2 separate regions of the Zea mays genome follow, and region 2 is linked to region 1. Evidence: chromatin contacts called from public Hi-C data. All regions are on one chromosome and are shown on one strand. Each heading gives the region's core, a stretch centred on a gene start, on an enhancer-like site or on the middle of the called end of the contact. The rest is flanking DNA. Distances are from core to core; before and after follow the strand shown. Region 1 holds the start of LOC100193803 (alpha/beta-Hydrolases superfamily protein). Region 2 holds the start of LOC100277161.

Region 1 (2,597 bases), core at 47-2,546:
TCGCAAAATCACTAACAATCCATACATAGTAGATAATAGTTACTGCAACCATTTGAAATAGGATTTATTAGAAGAACAATAACATAGAGCTTGTTTTTTTTTCTAACAGGTCTACTCAACCTGTGATGACATACGGGGTAAAAACAGCATTATATCTTCATTGTTTGTTATATGTCAGTTAACACAGATATATACCTTCATTATTTGTTATTTGTCAGTTACAGCTCTATATCTTCATTGTTTGTTATTTGTTAGTTAATACAGCACTGGCATAGTACACACCTTTCAAAATTCATAATCAAAGATATACAGGGAGAAATAGAATAAAAAATTAATATAGAATTACCTTAAATAAGCAATAGTTATACTGTTTGCTTGTTAAAAAGTCTAAATACTCAAGTTCAATCATATTTGAACTAACTCATGCTAGCTCTAGTGACTAGTGAGGGTTGTGCACCTCCATTTTACCAGTCGCCCATCACAGGTAAGTGCACTACAATAGCAAAGGGAGTATTCATGCTGATGATTTAGAGCTAGCCTCTGCCTTTCTAGGATTGAACAACGGTACCTTTGCGCATGTTGGTGTGCACAATGAATCTACTATTGTAATGTCAGAAAATAAAAACAATTTTCCTGGACTCTAGCGGCCTGTATTTATAGTTCGATTGCACAATGCCATGGCTTCGAACGGAAAAGCGAAACATTGGAAGTGAGAACCATGCCATGGCTCCCGCATTCCCATCATCCTCAAAAATCCTTTGTTAACAGATCTCCAGCAATCAGCTTAATAATTTGAGCATACGAAAATAATTAGGCATGCATATGCAAAAGCGTGTTAAGATAATAAGTGCAAAGTCCAACGTCCTACGAAATCTACAGCAGCACATATTAACCCAACTTAATCCCAAGCTAGCAACGAACAGCTCGTGGCCCGAATCCCTTCATCAATCAACGTAACCCTGAAACCACACCACAACCATCTCCTACCAAACGCACCAAATCATCACAAGTCGGTGATTGCCTGATTCCCCGCGCTCTGACGACCCATTCCCTGGATAAACCGCATATGCATATATTGAAATCGCCGCGGGGGTACGAGGAGAGGCTGCTTACTCCTTTGTGACGGCGATGACGTTGTCGACGAACTCTTGAAGCATTCCTGACCGCCGATTAGGTTGCCTCCAATTCCTTGAACCACGCAGGCCCGGGGTGGGAAGGGGCGACGCGAGCGAGGCAACGAATCCGGAGGGCGTAAGAAAGAGAGGAGGATTGGGAAGAAAAGGAAAGGAGTCGGGCTGTTGGGACCCCTATTTTAGCATTTAGTCTTTTCGTGACAATTTTTTTAGGAACACAAATTAAACGATGGGGAATTACCTGGTCCACATGTATCGATCAGCGGCGTACGAATGACTTGTGGGCCACGGGGTAACGTAATCCACTGTTGTGTTGGCTATGGTCTAGCTCTCGCGAATAAGACCCATTTGAAATCTCTACTACTCTATAAGGATCCAACGAGAGCGTCCACAATATTTCACCGTGCCTCCGCCTGCCTCCGTCCCGTAACACCCCAGCCCTAAACTACGCCCGCTCTCTCCGCGCGTGATGCTCTCCCTTCCTCATCGCCTCTGCACCGACGCCCCCTTCATTTTTCCTCTCACATAAACCCGCGCTCATTCCTTTTTCTTTCACCTAATTCCCGTCCTTGTGTGTTTGCGTTGCTCGCTTGGGTTTGGATCCAATCGAGGGCTCGGCCCGGCGGATGCTGTAGAGGAATGGCGGAGGCTGTCGCGTCTGCGGGCAGGCTCGCCATGGACTCCTCGACCTCCGTCTCGCCCAACCAGGTGATTCGAGCCCTAACTCGTGCCTCCTCGATCCGTTCCGTCGGGCGTGGCCCGAAATTTGCTGCTCTCAGCTGTGCGGCACCCCTTGGGGGTTCCCGTGGTTTCGAGACTGTTGGAGTGGGGTTGGTGACATGGGTGGCTCAATTTGGGGGCACGGGAAGCAGGCAGCGGGGGAAATCGAACGGCTGGGTATGGGTTCGTGCGCGGTTGCGATGCTGAATCACACGCTGGTTTATGAACCTTTGGTGATCGCGGAGAAGCGCTAGAGATGCGAGGCGTCTGGAGTTTCTCACGCGGGTTGAGCGATTGGATCATATGTTGCGGGCTTGTCACAGTAATTACCACATTTGAAGGGTATTGTGGGTCCTCCACCTCCATCCCCTCCCCAAGCCATTCTCTCGATCGTGATAGCCAACAGCGACGGCGATGAGCACGACCCTCCTCCACTTCCTCCGCCCCGCCCTCCCAAATGAGATTTGACAGTTGCGGGTTAACCTTACCTATGAAATCCCATATGTAGACTGAAGAACTATGTGAATAGCTGTGGACTATTATGATTAGACAGTTTTATTCAAGTTCACTTTTTTCCTTTTATTCTTTAGAAATATGATTCTTCTCATGCTCCGCTTTGCCTAATTATATTTCTAAGTTAGCATCTTGGCTGCTTTTGAATCATGTGTCTTCTCATGTTTCTGTCTGGTTAATCTGTATTTGCAACTGCACCCTTTACAGTGAAATGAAATGCAAATACGACCT
Region 2 (2,597 bases), core at 44-2,543, 210 kb before region 1:
TGATCCAACTCTTCTTCCTGTGGTGTTAGGCTAATGGCCTTCCTTTTCTGGCTTCGGGTCTCCCTCAGAAGGAGCCCCTCTTGATTGGTGTCCAGCGGCGCAAGGGAAGCCCCTGGCGCTACCGCCTTCTTCGGCGGCTCGACGAAAGTAGTTGTTCGAGCTCTTGTTGTCGAAGGTGGTCGTTTGAGTTCACCATAGGTGGGCATCAACGTTGGTCAATTGTTCTTAATTGCTATGAATCAAAAGCAAGGCAACAACATTTGTTATATGTTAAAGACCTTCGTCTTTCGAAGCATTATTTCCTTTCGGATTTAATGAATCTTAGACGAAGGTCATGAATAATGAGTCTTCATCATTCGTAAATATGAAGATGTACTTACGAGATGTGATGTCACGCCACATATTTATTTCATAATAAATATACAAACACTATCAAAGTTTGTATTGCATTGATACCTTCGGCTTGTTTGAAGGTAATGACGCGAGGGCAATTATAATCCAGCGTGGGTACTGTTCATCTATTTATAGGCAATCGTACAGCTTCGTACGTTATTACATTCATGTCCTCAACAATTATATACAGAGTTTATAAATGTCACAAGGACATTATCGTCATTTGTATTTAATAACTTGAACAACACCTTCTCACTATGTCGTCTTTCTGCTTAACCGTGATGAAGCTTGTATCGTCGTATTTCTCTTGAGTTATGTTAAAGCTTTTTTAGTGACGAAGCTCCTGTAATATTTAGTAATATGCTGAAAGCAAATGGTTAGCCGTATTTTTGAGGACATTCGAAAGAGAAAGACCCCAACAACTGTCTTGTTCACTGATTTGGCATTCCATACACAATGACACAGTAGACACTGACGAACACCTACCTCTATTTGTACTACACTATATTGGCCATGGCCCTCTATCTCTATGTACAGCAGCCGGCAAGCGGCAACCATTGTGGCAGCAGCGCGACACCTCTCAAAACTCCGGCGCCCGATGAAGCAAGCACCAGGCAAGGACGATGGAGCTCGCCCTGTGAATCCACTGGTTTGTATCTCGGACGAAGCTCCCCCATGGCAGTATGTGGATTGGATCAGTCGTGCCATCGCAGGAGCATGACGACGCAGCGCTGGATGATGTAGAGCCTGGCCCTCTGCTCCTTGAGGGCCTTGCCGAATCCCCTCTGCCTCCTCTGGCCTCCGACGAGCAGCTTCATCTTGCAGTCAGTCACGATCAGGATTCTCCCAAGTTGGCAACGGCGAGGACGAGCTATGCCGTTGTTTGCTCAAGTAGCAGGTGTAGAACTTAAAGCAGCACTCCGTATATATAGCAGAGCCGGGACCTCAGCAGCTGTTGAGAAGGTAGTGTAGTACTGTAGTGTAGATAGCGGAGGAGGAGAAAGGCGAGCGGGGGCCCACACGGGGCGTGCAGGCGGGGTTGGCGATGGCCAGCGGGGCGAGATTCCTCTTGTCGCCCTCCTGCCCGGGAAGCGCACGCCGGGTAGTTCGGCCGTCGTGCACCACTGTTTGCCTACGGAAAATGTGTCGGGGTCCAGGGCAGGCGGGGGCCTCACGTGCCGCTCGTGCGGTGCGGGTGCGGCGTCGCTGCCACCCAACGCCCTCCCGTAGTCAGTCCCGTCCCGTGCATGCGTGCGCGCGCGCCGCCCGATTGATTCTTCTGATCATGAGTTCAGCTTTGAATGCTGGTTGCTGAGTCATGACTGTAAAAGTCCTTTTCTTTCGCCGTTCGACGACCCATACGGACAGATAACCCAAGGATGCCACACCTTGGTAACGATTGACGACTCTCTCTCTCTCTCTCTCGATTTAGCCGGAGTGCATGTGCGCTTGTCGGGCCTGGGCGCAGATGTCATGATCCATGATGGCGGAGGCTGATTGCCTGATTGGCTAGCTCTGATTACAATTATATCGATTGGTTGTTTCACTTGGTGTTCTAGCGCGCCCATCGATTCCGTCAAACCCCATGGGACCGCGCACGTGAGAGATTCCTAAGTACTACCTGCATGGAGAATCATGGTTTCGTTACTCTTTTTCTTCTCTGTTTCGTTTGGTTTTCGTTATACATGTCTCTGACACTACACCAAAATAGTAAACTTTCTAGAGCCTAAACCATAGGAAGTTAGCCCTAAACTCTAGTAAGTTAGCTAAACTCTCGGAAGTAAAGCCATTCCGTTGAAAGTTTAGCTCTCGAAATTTTTTTGTCGGAAGTTAGCTTAACTTCATAGAGCCCTCTAGAAAGTTAGCTAACTTTCTACAGCCAAAAAAGCCTCTCGGAAGTTAGTAGGTTCTCGGAAGTTAGTAGCTTCACGCCGTCAGCGCCGTCAGCTGACTACCTTCCTACGACTAACTTTCTACGGCTGACTGTAGCCCCTAGGAAGTTAACTGACTAACTTGCTACGGCTGACTGTAGTCCCTAGGAAGTTAATTGGCTAACTTCCTACGGCCCAATTGGCCTCTAGGAAGTTAATTTGACCAGCATTATAAATGTTATTTATTTTTATTTTACACTACATTCCACAACATAACAAATATATCAACAGCTATATAGCACAACATATTTTCACATAAAACATCTCACATAC

The links. A called contact is a pair of places that touch in the nucleus more often than the background predicts.
Region 2: a contact with region 1 is called in a Hi-C map of ear, with 2.3 times the contacts expected there. The contact joins the promoter of LOC100277161 here to the promoter of LOC100193803 in region 1. A contact is called at or near these places in 2 of 25 Hi-C or Micro-C datasets (ear and tassel).

Annotation. Positions count from the first base shown.
Region 1 is chr3:89,268,908-89,271,504 of Zm-B73-REFERENCE-NAM-5.0, reverse strand. LOC100193803 (alpha/beta-Hydrolases superfamily protein) reads right to left here and starts at 1,296. Exons shown (of 9, transcript NM_001310458.1): 1 at 1,114-1,296. The coding sequence starts at 1,157. LOC103650372 (DNA polymerase V family) reads left to right here and starts at 1,489. Exons shown (of 3, transcript XM_008675956.4): 1 at 1,489-1,841. The coding sequence starts at 1,773.
Region 2 is chr3:89,482,911-89,485,507 of Zm-B73-REFERENCE-NAM-5.0, reverse strand. It overlaps LOC100277161, which reads right to left and starts at 1,293. Exons shown (of 1, transcript NM_001364036.1): 1 at 803-1,293. The coding sequence starts at 1,211. The coding sequence ends at 1,089.